Linked DNA regions of Anas platyrhynchos: region 1 is linked to region 2. Evidence: chromatin contacts called from public Hi-C data. All regions are on one chromosome and are shown on one strand. The core of a region is the stretch at or near the end of the contact, and the rest is flanking DNA. Distances in the headings are between cores, read along the strand shown. Region 1 overlaps MAP7D3 (MAP7 domain containing 3). Region 2 holds the start of LOC101793542 (P2R1A-PPP2R2A-interacting phosphatase regulator 1).

The links. Hi-C and Micro-C count contacts between places; a contact is called where the count stands out from the background.
Region 1: a Hi-C map of skeletal muscle shows a contact between it and region 2, with 2.4 times the contacts expected there. The contact joins the enhancer-like site here to the promoter of LOC101793542 in region 2. A contact is called at or near these places in 3 of 8 Hi-C or Micro-C datasets (liver, skeletal muscle and small yellow follicle).

The regions. Positions count from the first base shown.
Region 1 is chr10:17,091,409-17,097,656 of IASCAAS_PekinDuck_T2T, forward strand. MAP7D3 (MAP7 domain containing 3) reads right to left here. Exons shown (of 21, transcript XM_038184002.2): 4 at 5,300-5,463; 5 at 2,347-2,461; 6 at 1,819-1,851. Among named protein-coding and RNA genes, the nearest start is that of MAP7D3, 18 kb to the right of the region's middle. Within about 2 kb of position 3,268, at least 1 of the 8 cell types and tissues checked has an H3K27ac peak or open chromatin away from gene starts, as enhancers often do.
Region 2 is chr10:16,890,365-16,896,696 of IASCAAS_PekinDuck_T2T, forward strand. It overlaps LOC101793542 (P2R1A-PPP2R2A-interacting phosphatase regulator 1), which reads right to left and starts at 4,203. Exons shown (of 10, transcript XM_013103583.5): 1 at 3,602-4,203; 2 at 3,306-3,384; 3 at 1,932-1,988; 4 at 1,515-1,558; 5 at 1,382-1,436; 6 at 1,055-1,156. The coding sequence starts at 3,717.

The DNA of each region.
Region 1 (6,248 bases), core at 2,018-4,517, 200 kb after region 2:
CTAATAGCACAAGTCTCCACTTCAAGTGCACCTGAATGTCTACTTTTGCTTAGCAGTCATCGCTAAACCTCCCTCATTTATAAGGACTCTGTCATCAGGGATGCTTTACTACACAGCCTTGCCATTTTTCTTGGTAGACCCACAGCCTGCATGTTTCATCTTAGCACTGACAGCAATGTCATTAACGCAACATTAGACTCTAGGGTTTTCATCAATTTTTAAATTTCGGACCATCAGCGGGGTATTTGGTGCAGTCTCAATTAATCACATTCTGTACATTAATACGGAATGCCTGATGGCTGGTGAAATGTTCAGTTACATAGGGTTTACTTTCAAGAGCATGCTATCTCCATCACCCACAAACACTGCTTTACCAGTCAACATTCCTAAATATTACCACTGGCATATCTGGTTCATGGAAGGACATGACTGATTTCTTATTTTTGTTGCACAGCAACAAAAAAGACAAGAAAGCATATAAAATAAAGAATATTTGAAATCTGCCCCACAGTGTTTTTCATTTCAAGAAATGGAGATGGAGACTTTAATCCCAAATCTGCCACAGAAATTGATGATGGAAAAATACCCTATAGAAATTTGCTTTAGACATGCTGTCAGAGCAGGTGCATTACTCAGACACAATGATGTAATGCAGCAGAGCTCATTCCAAGCTCTAAAAGTAATTGTTTTCTTTCCAGCAATTATATAAATATAAGGTGAAAGGGATCAAATAAAGATTATTTTACTCGAAAGCTTGCTGGATTTATGCACCCTATGTTTTCTGTAGATCACCCGTTTAACAGGTAAACGAATACAGTGAAAGTGGCTAATTTTGAAGAAAATTAGGGATTCATGCTGTGCAGAGAAAGGGATGAGAGAAGTTTAAATAAAATACATATGCTTCTGCTATGTTGCCAGAATAAGGCACAGTAGTTAAATCATGCTCACTCAGACTTTCATTGCATTTGCAAGTCTCATTGTCAGGATTACAAGACAGCTGTGTTGAATTAGTAATGCTGTGAGCATGCACAGATTTTCAGAATTCAGATTTAGCTGGGTCTCAGCTGAGAGCTGTTGTCTTAAACTACCTACAAGAAATAATTTTACTTATTAAACATACAGACTTCACAAATATATCAGCGATCCAAAATGTTTCTGTGAATGGCTCACTCTGTACACTGGCAAATACCAGAACTACGATTAAAATACGTTAAATATATAGAATTACATTTAGACAATAAGACATCTAGTTTTGCAAAGCCCTACGTGGAAAAAGAATCAAAGTGCACATAGGAGCCATTCCCTTTAAAAAAAAATTACCAAAATCATTTGATTTTACAAGTACTTTCAATTGCTCATTAAAAAAAATAAAAAAAGAAACCACAAAACAAAAAATAAACCAACCCCACACTTTTTGCAAAGTAGGAGACAATGAAAGGGTTCAAAATGTCCATTTTTGAAAAAAAGCTGACTACTGAGTTAATTTATTTCCAAATACAATCCTCTAAGAATTTCTCTTCTCCTCTTCCCATGCTGTATCTAATCATCTTTAAAAACCCAAATGCACATATCCTTTTCCTCAAAATTCCCTCAGGATGCCACAACTAAAGCTATAGTTTAATTAGCTGGGAGGGATAGTTAAAAATGTAGAGGACTGCTTTCCACTTAGGGATCACGTTTGTTGCATAGCTGGCCAAGATCCAGGAGAAGATCTATACGGAGATGTTTTTTCTTAGTTTTAGAGAAACAAGAACTCAAGTTTAAATGATTAGTAGTGAGTGTAAAACAAAAGAAAAAGAAAATTTTAGAAATCAATACCACCAGTTCCAACTTCATCTGTGGTCTGTTGCTCTGTGGAAGAAGAAGGTTTGTAAGTTACAAGGTCAAATAATAAACAATGTTAAGCAAAAAAAAAATGGGGATTATCATGATTATTTCTATCATAAGTACTTTCAAACATGCTTTAAACAAACACTTAAAAATTAACATTCAAGCTGGCAAAAAAAAAAAGACACTACTTAAAACAAAAGTCGAAATACACCCAGTACAATTCCAGCAATTCAGAAGATAAGCTGAATTGAAGAGTTTTTGGCTTTACTTTATTGCTGGACAATAACCAATTTAAAGTTACTTATTGGCAGAGGCCTTCCAGCTGGGCAGTACATGAAAAGATCTCTCCCAGTGCACCATTCCAGGACACGTACAGACAGGAATCTTTCCCCCCAAACCTACCTGTGGATCCTGTTATAAGATCCAACATAGGAAAGGATGCCCAGGTCTCTATGAATAGCACTACACCTGCCAGTGTTCACGCATATTAGCCATGCTAGAAAAGGTGTTACTTACCTGTTTTGCTCTCTGAATCTGGCGTTACAGACCCTCCCCAGGACCATCTCTTTTGTCGTGTTTCCAGTCGCTGACTCCGTTCCAAGGTACGATGCATAGCTGCTTCATATCGCTCCTATTATTAAACAACACCACTATGAAGGTATGTAACTATAAACCACAGCTATGCTAGAAGACAAAATACAGATTTTTTTCCAGCAAGATTTAAAATGTTTTATTTTGTTGCAAAAACTGTCACACAAAAATGTTAATGACAATTAATACTTTTGAAATTGTAAACATGATTAGACTAGTGACAGCACAGGTAATCTATTTTACTCTTTACTTAAAATAGCCATCAGGTTTCCTATTCAGTAAACAGTACTACTTATTTTCTAAATAGGGATGAAGCCCAAACTGAGCAAAAATAATTGCTTATTCTTTACACTATTTATATTCTCCAGTTATTTCTAAGAGGTGCTTGAAATTCTCCATTATAAAATACCAAGTGTAACTATAAGGTTGTTTGTATTGTCAGAGAACTATATGAACACTGATCCAAGTATTAACAGATACTGACATCAATAGATACACAATGAAACCAGACATTGCAAGATATGAAAGCAAAAAATCTGCAAAAAAGATTAATCAGCTCTAGACTAGAGCGATCGCTGCTGACAGGATGAGGAGTACCGAACAAAGCTTTCTTCTGTATCCAGGACTAAGAACTGCTAACGTGGGAACTTCATCTATTGTGCACAAAGACAAAATGTAATCATGCTAGACCATTTCTTCTCCATAATCAGTCAGGTTTCCATCCACGTGTCAACAACACATTTCTTTTCTGGAACAGTCATATCCCAAGCGATCTCTTGATGCAGTATTTACTGCCGACACATTAGAGTAAGATGCCAAGGGGACTTATTATCCAAATGTTCCTCCCTCCTGAGGACGTAAGACTTTCACTTTCTTTCAACACCGTTTCACAATACAAACCGACACAGTCACAGTGTAAAACAGACAAAGTAAACTTGGAAGGAAGGAGGAAAGGAAGGAAGGAAAGCAGCATTCCATATACTGACAAAAGATAAAATGAAAAGTTTTTTTTTGAAATATAAAGCTTAGTTGTTGCCCCTCATCCCTTGTTAAACAAAGCTGAATTAGAGTTTACCTAACATGCCTAAGCATCTAGTCTTTATGTAATCTGTAGATGAGAAGGTATTTGCAGTGTGGTAATTCTTGAAAGTCATAGTTAAAGACTTTGCTTTATAAACAATGGAAAATCAGTTATCAACTCAATACATCAACATAATCAGTTGCACAGCTGTACAGAATAATTGAGTAATTGTTCTAAGACAGGTATCTCAACGGTACCATTGCTAATTGTCTTCAAGACTGGCTTACACAGAGAACCACTTATTTTTCCACATTGCTCGCTATTGTGTTTCTTCCTCTGCATTATCCAAGGAAGGCGATTAACTAAATGAGACTTGGCTAAAGAACCTTACAAGCACGTGGCAGACTATGTATTTTTGATGCACTTCTATCTGCTAAATTACAAGAGAAGATGGTATCTTGCTGGCAAATAATGCCTTAAGATAGCTTCTGTAGAAGCAGTTTTTTTCAGGTGTGGAAGTCCAAAAGTCGAGATCTGTTTTCCTTTTCTGGTTGAAAGCAAGGTTTACAGGTCAAGTGCACACTATTTTCTTACCTCCCTGATTCTTCACAGATCTCTCTCTTTGTCTTCCTCCAGGGACCAATTAAAAGACAAGGTTAACATCAATCAAAAACCCATCGGCTAGTCCCTTCACCACTCACCACAGTGGCTACTGAAAACATACCTATCATCCTCTAAGTTTCATGAATAAACACACTGTAGGCTTAGGGGCAGCACCTCTTGAAGCATAAGGGATGTTTTATGCTTAAAGTAGTTGCCTGAAGAGATAATACCACACTGGACTCCAGTCAAGCCCACCCCAAACATTTCTGCTTGTTCTTCAGCAATGTAAATTATTCCATGAAGTTCAAACGGAATATCCATCTGAACACACCCAGAAGCTGATTATAGATAATAAAACATCAGTGTAGAATACTGCCAGTCAAAAAAAAAAAAAAAAAAAGAGACCTATACCTCGAACAGTATGACAATAGCTGGACTCTTCAAGGGGACATCCAGCCAGGCTTACATCCTCCTCATCAACGACCACAGCAAGTTCTTACAGTTAGCTTATGAAAGCGTGTGTGTGTGTTATGCTTTTACTGCTTACACCGCTTCTGGAAATCAACCCTTTCATAACTTGCAACACATTTAACATGCATCAGCAGATCAACTTGTCAAAGGGGATGGCACATAGTAACGTATTTATTTCTGTTCTCTGCTTCTATGAAGCCAGCAACATGCTCCACAAGTCAAATACTGCTCTGCTACTCTCCATGTGCAATCAAAGCAAAGGCAAAGGGACAGGCAATTAAGAACAGCTGATACAAAGTGCAAAGCAGTAAATAAGTACACAGGTAACATCAATTGCACAACACATGGTAACAAATTATAATTTAGGAGAACTGAAAGAATGTGAGACTCATTGGCCACAGCTGGGCTCCCAGAAAGCAAGACACAGAGCCGAAAAAAGTTTAAAACCTGTCACCCATGGTAATTTACAAATGGGATCTATTAAGTGCACCAAAAAGAAGCAACACATTTAGGAATATAGAGGTTTGTTTGTTTTTGTGAATGTCAAAAATAATCACTGGCCAAGCAGCAAACACAGCTTCCAAAGTCCAGAGTTCCTCAGCTATAGTTAAAACTAGTCCAGGGATGGGGATGGAGGACGTGTCCACTGTACAGATGTGTAAAATGTTTTTACATTCCAACACGCACAGCATTCCCATGACTTTCTATTTTTCATCATTCAGAGCATGGTAAGAACATAATGTAGAAGCTCCTATACAACTACAGAACTTCAAGACACAGTACCTTTTCCTCTTCTATTTTCTGTTTTCTTTTTTCCTCTACTGCTGCCCTCCGTTGTTCCTCTTTCTGCTTTTGTTCTTTTAGCTTTCTCTGCCTTTCTTCTAACTGTTTTTCATACTGAAGTTTTGCTTTTCTCTCCTTTTCAAGGATTTGTGTTTCTTTGGCAGCTGTAAATTTTTAAGAGAAAACTGAAATCAAACTTAACTATTCATTGATATTACAACACACATTACAGGCAAAACTACCAAGCAAAATTATCACCCCTTCAAACTACAACACATAGCAAGATTAGCTAGCAGTGCTGGATGACACTTCACATGATGACTGAGATGTCTAATTCTGTCCCCAGGATGGCAATGAATTCGAACCTTTTCTGCCATTACACTTCACTGTCTAGACAGGAATGCCAGGATATGTATATACACACTTTCCTTGCCATCATAATAGTCTTAATAAGTAAGTAGTAAGTTGAGTATCAAAGGGTGGAATTTTCTATGTTGCAATTCTCAGTTTTTTAGAATTAAACTTATATGGAAAAGATGTAAAGCATTGGGCAACAACACAGGAAAACGCTGTAGATACTGCATCTGAGTTCAAATAGTTATGTCACCGTTCTCCACAGCCTCCACCTAGATACAGCTGTGCAGAGTTTAACAAGCTTCACCTCCTCTGACAAAAATCTAGCGCCTGAATACACAGTAGAGGTAGTTTCTGTGGCTAGACAGATGAAATGATCTTAGAGACCAGATAATTATATTAACAACACATTGGCATTATCTACGTACAAAGCCCCAAAAATACTTCTGAATTTACGTACATCCCAGTCCTGTTCTCTCTTCATGTTAGGAAGAGACGATCATTCCTGTTTTGTGTGTCTTTGATCACACATTAAGCAACACAGACATGCAGGCCAGAGTAAGACGCTGCTCCTCACCAGCTGGGAGACTGAGAA
Region 2 (6,332 bases), core at 2,953-5,452:
GAATCTTGGAGGAATTAAAACTCAACTTGCAAAAAATACACTGGCTAATGCAATACTGCTCAGATTAATCTGAAATTCAAAACCGTATGAAATCCAAAATTTAAATAGACTGTTTTCTAAATAAAACTGTTGTTTCTGTTCTTCCCATTACAGTTAGAAATAACAGTACAGTACTCAGGACTTACTTTTTTTCCAATACATTTGTTATGCAAACCAGCTGAGTTTACTCAAAATACCTGAAAATTTAATACAGTCTGCCAGAGCAGAAGAGACTATTTAGCTCTGTGATACTGTAGCTCATTTGATCTTAGCCTGTGAATACCCAAAGCTAAGCACACAAATATTTCTCGCAAGCTCACTGCAATAAAACATTAGCAGTACAAAAGCAGAACCACAAAAAAAGGCTGAGAACAAGGTCAGGCAGCCCACCTTTAAACACAGTTACTATTTTTTCTGTGCTAACATTTCAGTTTTCCCATCCTTACTGAAAAAAAAGTAGTTTACCCAAGATTCACCTTTTTCCTTTTCCAGCATTTGCTATCAGTCTTCAGTGCAAATTAAGCATGCCCAATTTTGAGCTGAGTCCGTCAGTGAGTTTATGCCTTCCTTTCCATAACTGATGGACATAAATTACTCCTCCTCACCACACAGATCTGCAGCTTCTGCTGTTTGCCTAATCTCTTCCTCTCCACATACAATACATTCAGATTTTGGTGCTTCTTCCCCAGCACGCCCCAATTATGCGGTTGAAGATCAAGTCTGTATACGATTACTACAATGACCTCTTCTAACTTCCCTGGAACCAGAATCCTAACCACCCAAACATTACACAAATAAAAGCAAGTGAAAACATGCAGTGTGAAAGAATTAGCACACTGCTTAAACTCTGCAGGCTCTAAGGTAAGCATCTGATTATTAGAAAACAGTAATACGTGGATTTGGGTTGGGTTTTGTCATTGCTGGTTTTTAAATCTGTGAAGTTTCACATTTTAGAATTTTCAGTGAAGGTGAACTGTAAAGATGTGTTTTCTGTTTGGTGTTTCACTTATCCTACCTTTCCTATTCCTCTTGTAGGTGAAGGTGCCGGCGAAACTGGAATGAAGTCTATTCTCTTTGGGGAGGAAGATTTCTCAGACTTGTCCAAGTCATTGTCGCTCTGTAAATACAAAAGTTTCAAACTTCACAGTTGCACAAGACACTACCTTAGAATCCAAGCTACAACCTTCCATGGAAAGTTGTTAGGCCAAGTACGCAAAAGAGCTAAAACAGATGAACTTCGGTTTATCTGAGATTATTTCCACAGTTACTCCTCTCTTTCCCTTAAATTCATCAGTTGAGCGTAGAAGTGGAATTAAATATGAAACATCTATAAAGAGATTACCAGGCTCAAGCTTTCCTCCCATGATTGGCTTATCTGCATTGCTGTTTGCACTTCCCTAGAATACAAAAAATCCCATCAGTAGCTACAAAGAGGATAACTGACTATTTTATCATCTTGTTTCCATAACACTCACCTTTCGTGTGCTGTTTCTCTGTTCATTAAATCCACTCCTTCTTCCTGCAGGAGATAAACATTTTAAGTTTTTATGTAACATCTGTTCATCACAGGTACTTATAATACTACTCCTGATTCAGTAATTTGCTTTTAGAATTGAAATATGGACAATAGAAGCTCTCCAGAAAGAAAAACTGCTATAAGCCTACCTCAGCATTTCTCTTAAGGAAACAGCACTCCAAAAATGCAAGGTAGTTGAAACATGACAACAATAAGCCTTGCAATCACACTTCCGTGTTGAAATTAAATCTTTTTTAGCTCTGTTTCCTCTAATACTTGAAAAATTCAATAGGAAAGAAACTCACATTATGTATTTCAGTATTATATAAATGCTTTTCATTCTGTTACTAAATATATAGTTAAAAACCTCACTTACCCTTCTGATCTGATGAAGTCGACTACTAGGAATACGAATGGGAGATGATGACAGCAACTGAAAAAAAGTGACAGCCACCATGATTAAATCGCAAACCAACAGCCTGCATCCACCCATACACCTACATTTTTGTTGAATTAAAAATGAGCTGTACAACTTCATGTGGATGACTCAAATAATGTTGCAAAATGAAAACACTGACCTTCAAAAGACTAGTTTTACTACTTACAAATTCATTCTGTCACTCTGCAAGCAGTGCTGATCTCAGAGTTGCATGCTCTTAGTATCTCAAGTGCACAAACAGCTGTATGTGCCATTTAAGCAAGAGAGGGATTATAAATGAAACTGAGAGTATTATCTAATTCCCTACTGTCTAGAATAAGACGACAGACCCCTGTACTAACTTACTCAACCAGCTTACTTTTATAGAGCATTTCAGCTCCATCTTGAAGAGCATTCTGTAAACCTTTACTTTTGCAATTGCGAAGTACCTTATACATCTAATCCCTTTGAACCTTTGGCTAGTGCCACATACAGCCAACAGTTCTCACTCAGGATGCCCACGTGTCTGTCTACATGACACCTACTATTTGAGTTCCAAAGATTTGCAGTCTGTCTTTAAACATACCTCATAACAAAAGACTTTGAACTAGAACTCCACTGCATTTTTTCTGAACAAGATAAAAAACATAGAAGTAACACATATTTTAGGACTTCACGTTCCACAGGTTTTGAGAAAAACAATTTAATCTTCACTACCCTTGGATGAGAGAGAAAAAATAGCAGAAAAGAGCACATAGCTCAGCATAAGCTGACAATAAAGAAAGAGAGAAAAATGAAACATAACATCTTTGAAAAATCACGTAAGTGCACTACTGTATGCTAACAGATTTATACAACAAGAGGCAGAATATCAACCAGGATATAAAACTCTTCTCCATATGATTCTCTGATGTCTAGTGTTCAGCCTTTGCAAAAAAAAAAAAAAAAAAGGCCCCGTGAAAAAAAAAGGTCAATGGAGCATTGCAAATCCCTCTCTTCCGTTTTTACAACAAATTAAAAGAACCATTCAAGACTTTCAATTGTGATAGCAGTTTTTTCTTCCCATCTGTGTTCAGGTCCAAATTAATATTAAGATAGTACTTAATACCAGAAATCAATCATGGTTCTTGATACTGTTCCGTTCTTGGGGATATGCAACTAATGCACAAGCATTGTTTTATTGTAGGCAGCAGCTGCAGGTGAAAAATGCATATTCTGCAGTCTGGAATCTCGCTCTGACGCTTAGTGCAAGCACAAATCAAGTTTAACTTCATTTCTCCAGCCCAATTACTTCTTGTTAGGTGTAAACAAAACATGCTTGAGATTCCTTACCATACTGTGACGGCTCATAACTGTTGTACTGTTCCTGCGAGTTCGCAACACGTAAGGCTGAAAAACCTGCGAGTTGTCACTGCAGGGAGAAAAAACAAACAGGCTTTGTGAGCAGCCTTCTGAGGGATGCTTAGAACCACACTTTCCTTAGAACCACACGGTGCTACTGGACGTACATCCATCTCCAGCGCATGGCAAGCACCCATTTGACTTCCACAGCTTTACCGCAGGCCCCCGGCCGAGGGCTCCGGGCCCGGCCCTGCCGAGGGCTCCGGGCCGGGCCGGGCCGCGCTCACCTGAGCCCGTGGATGAGGGGGGCGCTGTTGGATCTCCTCAGGCCGCCCCCGTCGCTCGGGGCCGCGGCGCTCCCCGGCGGCAGCTCCAGGTCCAGCTCCATTTTCTCCTGAGCCATCGCGGCCCCGGCCCCGCCTGCGCCTGCGGCTCGGCCCGCTCCGCCGCGACGCCCATTCACTGCCGCCGGCCGCCGCGGCTCCTCCTCATCCCGCGCCGCCGCCGCCGCCGCTCCCCAGGGCGCGGGGCGCTGCGGCCGCCCCTACAGGCCCCGCGGGCGGCGCCGCGGGCAGGGGCCGGGGGCGCGCCGGGCCCGCCGAGGGGGGCGGCCCCAGCAGCGCCCCATGCCCCTACAGCAGCCCCTACAGGCCCCTGCCCGGCCCCGCGCCTCCCGGGGCCGCCGCCTGCGCGCGGGGCGGGGCGGGGCGGGACGGGACGGGACGGGACGGGACGGGCGCGGAGGCCGCGGGACGGGACGGGACGGGACGGGAGCGGAGCGAGCGCCTCAGGCCCGACGCCCCCCGCCGCCGCCGCCAGCCCCGGCGCCGCCACCCAGCGCGCATGCGCGGGAGGCAAGGCGGAGGCGCGGCCCGCAGCTTACCGCCCGCCGCGGCGCACGCGCCCTGCCGCCGCCCGGCCGCTACCGCGCATGCCCGCGGGAGCCGCGTCGGGCCCGAGAGCCGGCTTCGGCTCCGCTCGGGCTCCCGAGAGCCTCCGAGGCGGGGGCGAGCGCCGATTGGGCGCCGCGGCGGGGCGTGTGTTTGAAATGGGCCAATGGGAGGCGGGGGGGCGGCTGCGGCACGCGGGAACGCGGCGTGTGGGGGGCCGCGGGTTCGAGTCCGGCACTGCCATTGGGTTCGGTCCGCTCAGTGCCGAGCGATTAAAATATTGCAGTTTGTGTCTTCTCATTGTTTTTTTATTTTTTACATATCCATCTATAGTAACAGCTGCAATATACACGCTTGTCTCTTACATTCAGGGGTTCTTCAGGGTCCTTAGCAGCATCACATTTCAAAAAGTTTTTATTTTCCTCTGGGCAATGGCTGTTGTTTTCTCAAGAGCGTTAAGCGCAGAAAAAGTTGGCGTGGAAAACTTTAACTTCTTGCTATTTCAACTTTTTTTTTAAGTGGAAATATAGCTGCATGAACTATTCCACTACTTGAAAAAGACTGAATGTAGATGACCTTAGATAACGGAGTAGAACTGCCCATAGCGTTGCCTTTTTTGTTAATCAAGACTGAATCAAATGTTTTCCGCTGTTCTATGCTCAATGTAGGACTCTAATCAACTCTTTTGTTGAAGTTCAGTATTTCTTGCATTATACTGACACTTTGTGCCTACTGTGTCTCTACGATGACTTAACAGGGCCCATGCATAGTACATTTAAAGTATTTTCAAGCTTTATCAGTATGTGTTTATGTTGAAAAACCTGGAGACAAACTTCCCTGCTTTGTATTATTGCAGAAGGAAAACCTTTTACAACCTTATGCCATTGCTTACACCATGATATATTGTAGCCAGTAATGATGCCTTTCTTTGAGATGATACAGAATCCCTATCTATTCTGGGAAAAACAAAACAAAACAAAAACACTAAAGCCTTATTGTGCTTGATTTCTGGTAATTATGGTCAGTCTGTTTAACTGGAAAAATAGGATCTAGTACTTCAAGAGGAAAAAAACAAAAAAGCTATTAATCACGTCTTACTGCCACCATTCACTAAAAGCAACACCATATTTTTAAGCTTTAATAAAAGATCTTGCCCCATTCTCCTTGTCTGGTGCTTCAGCACAAGCACTTTGTCAGCTGAAGAGTGCCAAAAAGCCAATTTGAGTGAAAACATCTAGCCTGGAATGGAAATATATTCACACATAGGTTGGCTCTGTTAATATAAAAAACACCTGCAAAATGTGACTGCATCACGCAACTATGTGGATTTTACTAGACAAAAAGCTTCAAATGCTACGTACCTGGAAAAAGTCAACAGCATCCAAAATGTGGCTGAGAGCTCAAAAACACCTGCTTCACGGACTCAGATTTTGTTGGTGCCTGGCACTTACACAACAACCTGCTATCTGACCGGGGCTTTACTATAACCCAGAGAACCACAATGGGAACATACATGAAAGAAAGTGGTGACTGTCCAGGAGGCCAGCTGAGGCCTGGGAAGAGGAGGGTAACGAGGTAGAGGAAAGGGGATGTGGCTGTGGAGGAGCTGTGCTATGGAACAGAATGAGATCAAAGACTGAAATGAGGAAATCGCAAAGATCTGAGTAAGAGAAACAGGGCAAATTACCATGGGAACAGGGATTAAGAAGGGAAAGGGTATGTTAAACAGAGCCTGGGGAGGATGCAGGTGAATGACGGAAGCAGAGACTGGGGGAAAGTGCAATGATGCAGAGGGACGAGCGGGCACGAAGAGTTATGGCATGGGTGATAAAATGGGAATACTTTAAAATACCAGGGAAATATCCCAGTGGGTGGAATTCACCCAGCCGGCTGATGTTACAAAATGCTATCTTAGGCATGGGATTTATGGAAAAAATATTACTTATGTATAATCTGCCTTTCTTCTCTGGTTATTTTCGTTGGGAAAGGCTGCCTGAGAACCCCACCTGCAATACAAACCGCTGCAGAGACAGCTGAGCTTGCAAAGACCAGCAAAAAGTCAAAACCACGACCCCAAATCCCAAACCCTAACCCCTAAACCCCCGATCCCAAACCCAGCCCCGCTCCC